Linked DNA regions of Danio rerio: region 1 is linked to region 2. The links are chromatin contacts, called in public Micro-C maps. All regions are on one chromosome and are shown on one strand. The core of a region is the stretch at or near the end of the contact, and the rest is flanking DNA. Distances in the headings are between cores, read along the strand shown.

Region 1 (6,007 bases), core at 3,375-5,874, 150 kb after region 2:
CAGGGACTTCAAGCAATAGGCTTAGCCTCTACACTATGCATATATAAACGCAGACGTGCAGATCAATGTTCATTTATATTTAGATATAAAATATATCATACAAATTACATATAAATTTCAATATCTATGTGACAAAAATTGTGTCGTATAGTTTTGTTTTTATGTAGTTGTATCACATATACATAACAAATATAACACACACACACATTATTTCAAAACCACATTTTTGTTTTAGATAATTTAAATAAACATATTATAAACATTTTTATTTATTTGTACATTGAAAAAGTATTTATAAATGTAGTGTTTTATTGCTTTATTAAATGACATTTAAATCACAATTTAAATAAACACATTTATTTATGTCTAATTATTTGTCCATTAAATTGTCCATGTATGGCAAGCCGTTATGACTTATTCATTCTCAGGATATGTATTCTTGATATCAACAATTCAGTTCTTGAATCTATCAAAAAAGAAATTGTTGAAATCAATATTACATTTCAATTAGTAACAACATTAAAGTTGCGTCCCAAATGGCACACTATACACTATGCACTCATGCACTATGTACTTATGCACTTACACACTCAACAGGATAGTATGTGTATGTAGTGTCGTCCCAAATGGCTCACTAATGTTTTTTTACTAAGCGGAAATTCAAACCGTTTCTCTGATGACGTTTGACGGTTGCCAAATCATTGAAGTAAACAACCGAATTATCAAATAATACCTGCCGTGAGTATTGCCGCGTTCACCATCGGGAGGCGCTATAATCACTCTCGTAGGAGAATTTTGCTTTCACCATCCAAAATAAATAAAGTTATCCAACATGTGCGCCCGATAGGTCCGCCTCTTCCACTACGTAAGCAAACCTGCGGTCGTTGAGTGCGTGAAGTGTCCATCATTACACACTTCATTTTAGCGGCTAATTTTTTACCGGGTAATTAAAGTGCACTTATTATTTTTAGAGTTTTCAGTGTGAACGCACTACTTACACTATTTATACTACAAAATGGCATAGAATAGTGCATAAGTATGCAATTTGGGACGCAGCTTAATTCTTGATGTCAGCAATAATGTCACCATTCGCACAAATACAATTGTTGATCTCAAGAATTCGGATTTTTTATATCAAGAATTTAAATCCTGTTATCAATAAAAGACAAAACGGCTGTTCTGGCAAGCCGCTTTTACTTTTATTGCTTAAACGGATATGAATTCTTAATATTAAGAATTAAATTGTTTATACACAACTTAATTGTTAATATCCAGAATGCGAATTGTAAGAAATCAGTTCTTGATATCAACAATTAAATTGTTGATATCAAGAATAACATTTTTGATATCGAGAATTGAATTGTTAACATCAAGAATACACAACCTGAAAATTAACAAAAGTCAAAACGTCCATGCTTTATTTATACACATTTTAATGCTTCAATTACTAAATTGATAATTTGATTATTCATTTTATTTCTACCCGGCACGCCTCATCCTCCATATACTAACATAAACAAACAAGATGAAAAATACATGTATTACAGTATTTTTTCATCTTCATTAAGGTTAATGGAAGTAAAGTCATTCATTGTTAGTTCATGTTAACTCATAGTGCATTACTATAGATAGTTGAACATGGAAATTCAGTCATCATACTAGTTTCAAACTTTAAGAGTTTGATTCTTCTGTTGATCACTAAAGAAGATTATTTGAGGAATGCTGGAATCCTGGAATCATTGACTGAATGTTTGCTTCTCTTTCTTTGGAAGTCAAAGGTTACAGATATTCAGCATTCTTCAAAATATCTTCTTTTGTCTTTAACAGAAGAGAGAAACTCAAAGGTTAAAAAAACAGTTGAAGGAGAGTAAACATATATGGGTAAACTATCCCTTTAACAAGCCTGAGTTGGGATGTTTTATGATGCATTGGTAAATGCTGGATTAATATTCATTCATTCATTTTCTTTTCATCTTAGTCCCTTTATTAATCTGGGGTCACCACAGCGGAATGAACCGCCAACTTATCCAGCATGTTTTATGCATCGGATGCCCTTCCAGCTGCAACCCATCACTGGGAAACATGCTAGATTATCATTAATTAATAAATTCTGTACAGGTATTGTCTGTTATTAGTTCATGTAAGTACATACTAACATTAATAACATAATTAGAACTGCACAATAAATATGCAATAGTCACACCGCAGGATTTGCAATGTTGAATTGGGATTATATTTGACCAGGAGTCAGTTCAGAACATGGAGCATTGGGGATTTTTACCATAATGGAGCAAATGTTTATCTTTTACATGTTTTTTAAGGTCTGTGACTGTATGAGTATATCAAGAGAGTTAAAGCATTCAGCCACAATGAATTGTACCATTTGAAATTAATAAGAAATATTTTATTTAAAAAATTACACAATAAAGATGCGATGTGGTGCTATTTTACATTGGACTGTTCCATTTCTGTATCTGAATTTCTCAGGTGCCAAATAGAGCTATTTAAGTCATCTGGTGAAATTGTATTAATATCGCAATCTGTATTGCAGAAAAACAAATTGCAATGTCAGAGTTTTCCAATATCGCGCAGCCCTACTAATAATGAAACCTTATTGTGTGACTGCAAATTTTAAATCTAGGATTTACTTAATATATACAGTTAAAGTCAGAATTATTTGCCCCCTTTTGATTTTATTTAATTTTTTTATATTTCCCAAATTATTTTTAACAGAGCAAGGAAATTTTCACAGTATGTCTGATAATATTTTTAATAAGATAATAAGTCTTATTTGTTTTATTTCGGCTAGAATAAAAGCAGTTATTAATAAAAAAAAAAAAAAAAAAACATTTTTGGGAAAACATTATTAGCCCTTTAAGCTAATTTTTTTTTAGATAATCTACAGAACAAACCATTGTTATACAATAACTTGCCTAATTCCCCTAATCTGCCTAGTTAACCTAGTTAAGCCTTTAAATGTCACTTTAAGCTGTATAGAAGTGTCTTGAAAAATATCATGTAAAATATTATTTACTGTCATCATGACAAAGATAAAATAAATCCATTATTAGAAATAAGATCTTAAAACTATTATGATTAGAAATGTGAAGAAACAATCTTCCCTCCATTAAACAGAAATTGGTAAAAAAAAATAAACAGGGGGGCTAATAATTCTGTTTTTTATTTATTTGTTTCCTTTCAAAATATACAGCAGAGCCAAATAAAAAGCACAATAAAACAACTAAAGATAAGCATTTAATTTACAACTACTTACGACAGAATATTTGAAGATTTAGATCAACAAATTTATTAATCTAGCAATTTATTAGGACACTTTTAAGTAATCTTGTTTAACTTGTAAAAGATTACTGATTTTGCCTCACAGTTAGGTCCATGGTTCGAGTCCCAGATGGGTCAGTTGGCATTTCTGTGTGGAGTTTGCATGTTCTTCCTAAGTTGGCGTGGGTTTCCTCCTGGTGCTCCTGTTTCCCCCACAGTCCAAACACATGCGCTATGGGGGAATTGATTAACTAAATTGGCTGTAGTGTATGAGTGTGAATGAGTGTATATTCAGCTTGAAATCATATGCTGGATAAGTTGGCGGTTCATCCACTGTGGCGACCCCTGAGAAATAACGGGACTAAGCCGAAGGAAAATGAATGAATGAATGAAGATTACTGGTTAAATTTGTTTATAGATGCTTTATGTGGAACAGCCTTTATTTTTTGCTTTCAAAATATAATGGTATATTATCATGCATTATAAATCCAAGCAACTGTGAATTACTAAAGGCAGATTATTTTGAGATTTTGTGCTACAAATGATATATTTATACATGTTTTATTCATATGCATCTTGTTTAACTTGTGATAATACTGACTTAACTAAAACACATTCAGAGAATTTTAAATCAACTCATTTGATGGATTACGATAACAATACAAGATGTTGCTAACTTAAAATATGTGAGAAAGATGCGTTGAATTAAAGTTTGCTTGATATTGTGCTCGATCATATTAACCAGTCAAAGCCAGAGCTGTCTAAATGTCATTAAAATGACTGTACAATATTTTTTATAAACAGTTGAAGTCAGAATTATTCGCCCTCCTGTGAAATATTTTTAAAATATTTCCCAAATTATGCTTAACAGAGCAAGGAAATTTCCACAGTATTTCCTATAATGTTTTTTCTTCTGGAGAAGTCTTATTAATTTTATTTCCGCTGGAATAAAAGCAGTTTTTATATTTTTAAAATAATTTTAAGGTCAATATCAGCCCCCTTAAACAAATATTTTTCCCACCATACCTGCATGACGGCAGTGTGTACGGCGATGGACAGGAACAGCATTGTGACCGCAACATCTGGCCCGAGTGCTCCGGCCCACTGTCCCACCTCTGCGATGGTGTCCACCTCCAGTCTGCAGGCGCACAGAGCGAACGCGGAGACCAACTCCAGCAGGACGGTCCATCGGCGCAGCAGAAGACGGCCCGACACACTCAAACCCACCACCGCCAGGAAGAAGCCCAGAGAAGAGTTCAGGCCCGACATGATGAGCCGACGGACAGAAAGAAAGAAAGACACGAGCTCAGTGCTGCTGTATTTGCTCAGTGTGTGATAACGTGGCACTCGGACAGTCCACGCTCTTATCACAAACACACATGGGTCAGATACACATTGACCTCATCAAGGCCACCTGGGGGAAAGTGGACTTCAGATTTGGCTCCCTCTAGTGGACGATTGATGACAAATTCTGGACAATCGCCACTTTTATTTAAAATTGTCACATACAGTTTGATATGCAGTGAAATGCTTTAACAAGCAGTCGTGAACTTAAAATCATAACAATGAGAATTTAAATTTTGTAAAAATATAATTGCAAAATAAAATAAAAGCAAATATAAAATACACCTAATTGACTAAATGATTTAATGTGTGAATGTATAAATATATATGCATTTGAAATCTCATATTTAATGCATGTATTTGAAATCTGCACTAGAGGCAAAAGTGCAGTAACTACACATGCTTTTGTATTTCAAATCTACTATTTTTATTATATATTTTTCTTTTAAAGTGTGCATTTAACTTGTTTTACTTTAAATACATGCATTTAAATTCTATAATATAAAATTTGAATCTATATAAATCTAAAAGATAGAAATAAAAAGCATCAGAGATCTACACTCCACTCCTGGTTTTCAGGGTTGCATGTGTAGCTCATAAGCAGGCTCTGTGCAACTTGTCACCAGGCCTCGTTGGCGCAGTAGGCAGCGCGTCAGTCTCATAATCTGAAGGTCGTGAGTTCGAGCCTCACACGGGGCAGAATTTTTTATTTACAAGAGAAATCTAAATCAGCTTTAATAGTATGAAGCTTTAGTTTATTAAAAAGTAATCTTAAGATTTAAACACTTTCCTACTGAAGCGTTTAGTATTTTTTATACTAGATTAATAGATAAATACTGCCACCTGCTGGATATCTTCATACTTTTGTTATCTTTATTTCTTAAGATAAACTACAAACAAATTGTACTTAACAATATAAAAAGTATCCTTTATTACTGATTTAGATTATACTTTATTCAAGTTTTTTTGTTGATGATCTCACTTAAAAATGGAGAAGTATATTTAAAATATTTGTAATATTTTATTTATCTAATATAAACATTTTTATGGATACTTTCACAAATGTGAAAAAGGATTACATTCATAAAAATGATTATTAAAGCTTTTTGACAAAAAAGTTTCAATAATATTTTAACACTCTTTATTACACAACCATAAAACAGGTTATTTCTTTACAAAAAAAAGGATTAATTAATTATCGCAAACAAATGAGCCTTTGAACTAAAGTGCTACCAAGTTTGAATAAAAAGTTATAATTAAAAAAATTTTAATAATTTAAAAGCAATAATTTTATTAAGTAAAAACTTTAAACATGTTTTAATATAAAATATGGGTAAAATAACCTATAAATTATATAAAACGTAAAAACAGTTTTATGTAACAC
Region 2 (6,412 bases), core at 2,695-5,194:
GGGTGAAAGAGTTTGTGTGCTCGGTGTGTGGGAAGAGTTTCATAAGAGCTGGAGAATTGAAACTGCACCTGGTGGTTCACACTGGAGAGAGACCGTACGAGTGTTCACTCTGCGACAAGAGATTCAGTCAGTTACAAGGCTTGAAGATGCATGAGAGGATCCACACTGGAGTAAGACCACACAAATGTGATCAATGCGGTAAAACATTTATTAGGCCTTCAGATCTGAAGAAACATCTTAAAGTTCATATAAACCAGAAGCCTTAAGGTAGAGGTCTGCAGCCGCGGGATCTGACCAGATTTCTTTCGGTGCAGGAATAAATTTCCGAATAAATCGCGGAAGCGGTCGGTAACTGGTGTAATTTGAATGGGAGTGGGCGGTCTAACAATATCGCTCCTGACTCCCGAGCGAGCGAGCACGCGGGATGCTGTGTTGTCGCCTGTTTGTTGCTGCCTATGTGTGTAAATGAGAGAGAGAGAGAGAGCGTGATGCTGTGTGTTGCTAGCTTGGTGCTGTCTATGTGTGTGTGTATATGTGTAATACTTAAACCCCCCTGTTAGCGGGAATGGTTACGGCAGGTAGAAAACGGGGCAGGTCGGACAGCGGGACTACAAATGCTGGATATCGGTCGGGTTCGGACTAAAACCTGGCGGATTAAAAAATTTTGTCCTGCGCAGATGTTTACCTTAAGGTAGAGCTGTAATCGAGTCATAAAAGTTTGGCCTGATAGGGCCCTAGCTCGACAGAATTCGGCCCGAGCCCAACAAGTAAATTTTGATTGACAGCTTTTGAAAAGCCCGAACCCGTTTACAGCCCGACGTTATTCAAATGTGCACATGCACACAGCTCTTTTGCCTTTTTTTCATGAACGAGTCGTTTAAATGTGTTTTAACATTATTTATTAGTAAAAAAACATAAACCATAGCCCTCTTGGAAGTTGGAACAAAGAAATAAAATTAGTCCTCTAACATCGTAACATCTCAGCACTCTAAATAGGCCTAGGTACATACACTTAGCATTTAAAGGGCCATGAAACCCCCTCGTTTCAGCAGGGTGTTTTCACACCTCTACTTTGGAAAAAGTCAGAAAAGTGGGCGTGTCCAGCTCTGTTTAGGGGGGAGTGTCGGAGGAACTAAAGTGGGATGGTGTGGGAGTGTCTATTTGGGCACGCGCGAGTTTCAGTCAAAATACACACACATGAGAAAGTGATGGTGTTTAACCCACATGGACATCTGTAGTCGAATTATTTGCCAAATTATTAAATGGTGGACTTTAACTGCAGTTTGGCTCTTTCATTCAGGGAATTCATTCATGCCCCTCGCGACAAACGCAATATTTGATTCGAGGATCTGCTCTAAGCGTGTATTTTTTCATGCAATGTTTGATACCGCACGGCGAATGAGAGAAAAAAAAACTCTGCATTTCCCGGAAACTTAGATGCACAGGGCAGGTAGCGTCAGAAAGCCGCGTGTGTTATTCCGGTCACAAAATGCGGTGCTATGTTTGCACTCAGTGCATTAGTTAACTTAATTCGATACGAACAAACTGAATAAACAAAGAGCACTGGTCGCTCACTTACCAAATCTGTAGAGACAGGACAATCACCAGCAACTAGAGCCGCGTCTTTATGAAGAGGAGACTAACGTTACAAGCGAATCCGGATTTCAGCGTTTGCAGATGAGAACAGCTCTCAGGTAAACAATGTTCCTCCTTAGACACGTAAGTTATTGTTGTCAAGCGTCGCGTACACTGTTAATCCACACGTGACTCTGAGCTCTCACAGAGAGAAAATGAAAACGAAACTTAATGGCAGCAAACTATAAAAGCAACACTTCACGCTTGTTTTGGCAACACAACGTGGCGTCTCTGTCGTCTAAACACTGTGACACTAATGAATATTAATGAAGTTGCACAATAGAGCGCGCTGATTGGTTTGAACCAAGCCTTACTCATGCATTAATGCATCACACTGTAAGACGTAATAAGACACACTCTGGCACAGACGTCCAGTCTGCACGCTGGAATACACGCTATTATGTCATGACCGTGACGCTGCTTCAAAAATTAGTTTCAAACCGGAAGTACAAATTTGCTTGAAATAACGCAAAAACAACCAATTTACACTTTTTTGTGAAATATAGGTGTCCTAATAGTGTTTTTAGCAGTGTGGGACACATATACCACTGTCAACAGCTCAAACAAATGTGTTTTGGTGTTTCGTGACCCTTTAAATTGGTCACAACACCAATAACACTGTTGCCAACTATTTTCAATGAATAAGTGCTAAGCTCTGCCCGAAAATTCACTCATATTACTGACGTCATCACGTTCTATCGTGTCTGTTTGTTTAACAGCCTATGGTTAATAAAGGGGGATTTATATTTGCACTATGCTTTATGTAAGGGTTCGTTCACACCTGAGAATCAATGCCTTTGTTCTGAAACGGGGATTAAAATCGTTACATCGTTGCTCTTTGCTCTTGGTGCGGTTCGCTTTCACACGGCAAAATTTCTAAACGGACCAAAAGAGCTCAAACAAGTCACGTGTGAGTAAACTCTCCTCACATTGGTCAGAGTTTTACGGTTTATTTTGCAGAGTCGTGCTCAGCTGTCAGGGGGATGGTAGTGGTTTGGCGGTGTTTGACAAGGTGCACGCGACGTGTCTGAAGAGGAGTACGGATGCGTTGGAGAGGAATGAGAAGGGTGTGTGACGTATTTGAGGGCCTGGATGGAGATGCGCAATTACCGGGAGATTATCACTTTGTTTGCGGGCATCCAGGAGTCTCACTTGCGGGAGACTTACGAAACTTCCAGGAGACTTGGGATGTCTGGAATGACCTCCCGCCCTACTCATAATTCTCTCTTCATACAGCTGTATGCCTATTACATGTCCATAAAACACTGAGATATAACCAGTCTCGGATCGGATCGCTTTCTCACTACAATCCATCCACTCCAGAGTTTGGTTCAATCGTGCTGAGACCACCTCATTCAAGCGATCTCCAACTGATTGTTTTGTCGCGGATCAGAGCACGACTGCTGGATTCACATATGCCAAACGAACCACCCTAACTGGGCAAACGAGACAGGGTCTGAAACAAAAGTCTTGGTGTGACATCACCCCGAGCATGTAAATTTACCTAAATTTACTGCTGTCTGAATACAATGTATTAATATAGAGGTGTAGTGAATTTGCAGTAATCTCTCAGACGTGATAAACTCAGACAAGATCCAAAACTGTCACTAAAATATCTCTGATTGTGAATAAGAAAAGAATAAACGGTCAAGTTATATAGTTAAAATAAGGGAGAAGCAGATCGATTTGACTGTACAATGAATATACCTCTTACTTCCTGTGCTAAATCATTTGCCGTCGATACACAGAGGAGTGATCTGCTCTCAGGCTGCAGGTGGGAGAGGCTGCTGTACGAGGACTGGGCCGACTGTCAGCGCATTGAGGCAGTTGAGGGGCTGACGGCATCAGCCGCAGCTCATTGAAAAGAGTAGTGATGGTAAGGTATGGACAAATGACAGTCTTCAAAAATCTCCAGTAACACACACACAAAAAAAGACGAATCAGCAATGTATTCTTGACTGTATTCTCCTCTGCTGTCATCTGTTTTTATTTTGTATTGTATTTTATATATGAGTTTCATGAATTCTGTTATTATGCTGTGCCTCTATTTTAGGTGTGCGTTTTTAACCTTCTGTAAGGGGTCTATAGATGAAAAATAGCCATTCTTGGCTAATTCTGGCACATTTTACAGTAATCTTTATTAATGTGCATTGATCCTGTTAACAAATAAACTAATCTAAACTAAACTAAACACAGAGCAATGACAAACCGTCAACTAATGATCCTAATAACATAACATGCACACTAGATGGCGACATCAGCACAGAATTGAACTCGCCATAAAACCTAGAAGAAGAACAGGCGTCGAGTCTTCAGAGCTGAGGTGAGTCGTTGACGCTTTTTCTCGATAAACACACTTTACAGTTTATTAAAGCGACAATCTGCGACTAGTTTCTGCATTGAGTTCACCTCTATCTGTGTGTCTGCTGACCAAAACAACACAGCAGGCAGAGAGGAGCTCTGAGAGGACAATATGAGTGAGTTTGTTTTTGTATGTTGTATGGTATGAATAAAATGGTAATGTAGTTCAGCAGACACTAAAAACATTAAATTGTTGATTTATTTTTTGAAGGATTTTATGATTTGTCAGTTTTTTGTCCAAGTAGATGTTTTTGCAATCTTATTTCTGTATTTGTATGAATACTTACTAGATTATTAAGCTATATAAAGACACGCACACACACACACACACACACACACACATATATATATATATATATATATATATATATATATATATATATATATATATAGTTATAGTTATAAGTTAATATATAGCAGGGGTGTCCAAACTCAGTCCTGTAGGGTCGGTGTCCTGCAGATTTTAGCTCTAACTTGCCTCAACACACCTGCAAGGATGTTTTTTAGTAAGAGCTTGATTAGCTAGACCAGGTGAGTCTGATTGGGGTTAGAACTAAACTTTATATATATATTATATATATATATATATATATATATATATATATATATATATATATATATATATATATATATATATATATATTAATTTAAAATTAATTAATTAGTTTATCCATAATGGCTGTTTAATGAGTGTTTATAGTCTGAGGCTCATCAATTTTATCAGAGCTGCTGAAATCCTCTTTATTTCATGTCAACAGTTTCTTTTACATCGCTATACTGATGTCTTGTGAAGACGAGCTTCAGACCATCAGGAAAAAGTGAAATCTGCAAATATATAGTATAACAATGACCTCTGTTTATTGAAGGACAGTGAGAAGATGAGTGATCCAGATCTTGGCAGTATTAAACAGGAAGAGACTGAAGAACTAATAGGTTTGTGTTTATTCATTACTCTTTAATAATGAGGCTGAACAACAGTGCTGGTGTTATTTTATATTGTCAACATTTTTTTTTGTTTAAAGGGTTAAAATTGTTGCATTGATTCAATTTGTTAAATTGTTCTCTGATATCCACATATTAGGTTGTGCCTCAGGTAAGTTAAAAAAAGTGTATGGAAATGATTTTACATCATTTTTTACCCCATAAAACCCTTGAATCAGACGTTTCATATTGACTATATTTGGCACAATCATGAATATTTATGAGTTCTGCTCTGCCTCACTTAGGCCCTGTTTACACTAATGCGTTTTAGTTTGACAAGGCATTAGTTTTGCTATGGTTATGTCATCTGTCCACACTACGGAGGAGTTATCAAGCGGCAAAAATAGAGTGTTTTGGAAACGCTGCTCTATGTTAAGCTACAGTCACAATAGAGTTTGTGTGTGCGAAATTCTGTCGTGTGGCGCTGCAAAAAGGAGTGGTAATAAACAAGATTATTAGGCATTAAAAAAGCGGACTATTGCTCTATGTTTTAAATTTCTGCCCAGAGAGGTCATTTTTTGATCCTCGGTTGGTCTCACGTGTTCAAGTGATGCGATTTCGCAGGTCAGAGTTCACCAAGCTTGAACTTTGCACCGCAGCAACCTGCGAAACTTGATGCATGACCGTCGTGGCTGTAGACATTCGCCTCTCTGATTGGTGCTTTTCCTCAATATTAAGTAGCCTAACGTTACACACAGTTCAGTCCTGCATCCTCTCTTTGTAAGTTCAGACTTTGCAAGTTTGATATGGAAAACAAACTCCCGAGGACACGTCGGGTCAATTTTCAAAGGGAACGGTGTACTTTATAACCTCATTCACATCATCCTGGCTACATTTTCACTTTTTATTATTATTAATGAATTTTTCAGTGTTTTCACCTTAATTGGATAGGACAGTAGAGATTATTGTCAGGAAAGCATGGGGAGCAGAGGGAGGGGAAGGAGTGGCATAGGACCCTGAGGCGGGAATTGAACTTGGGTCACCGTGAGCAACGGAGTGCATGTGTTGACGCACTAACCACTAAACTGGCCCTGACTGTTGTTTCACTTTCATAACAATAAAATGAAAACACAATATAAGGAACTGTCTATTTTCATTTTGATATTAGCAACTTAACAGACACCAGAAATGTTGAGGTGTTGTGTAGCTACATATTTATATGAGCGTCATCTTCACTGTATGCATATTTATAACAAAACAGAGCCTAAAACAGAACTGCCTTCTTTCATTTTCATTAAAAATACCAAACATACCCTCTCTTTTGCTGAATATCAGGTTTGATAATCAATAATGGCCATTATAAAAGTATAACGTACAGTCTGTTTATATAATATAGAAAACAAAGGCGAGCGATCAGTCAGATGTGCTGAATCAGTGTTCGCGGTTACATTAATTAAAGGGTCATGACACCCCCCACTTTCAGTTCAGGTCTACC

The links. A called contact is a pair of places that touch in the nucleus more often than the background predicts.
Region 1: a contact with region 2 is called in a Micro-C map of caudal fin, with 5 times the contacts expected there. The contact joins the promoter of aqp12 here to the promoter of znf1173 in region 2. A contact is called at or near these places in 2 of 18 Hi-C or Micro-C datasets (caudal fin and an unstated tissue).

What each region holds. Positions count from the first base shown.
Region 1 is chr22:3,002,231-3,008,237 of GRCz12tu, forward strand. It overlaps aqp12 (aquaporin 12), which reads right to left and starts at 4,625. Exons shown (of 4, transcript NM_001045862.2): 1 at 4,306-4,625. The coding sequence starts at 4,548. It overlaps trnam-cau (transfer RNA methionine (anticodon CAU)), which reads left to right and starts at 5,250; the gene lies at 5,250-5,322.
Region 2 is chr22:2,853,502-2,859,913 of GRCz12tu, forward strand. It overlaps znf1173 (zinc finger protein 1173), which reads left to right and starts at 3,945. Exons shown (of 4, transcript NM_001114420.1): 1 at 3,945-3,958; 2 at 4,868-4,929. The coding sequence starts at 4,875. LOC103909512 reads left to right here. Exons shown (of 4, transcript XM_073936895.1): 3 at 1-198; 4 at 2,596-3,821. The coding sequence ends at 2,666.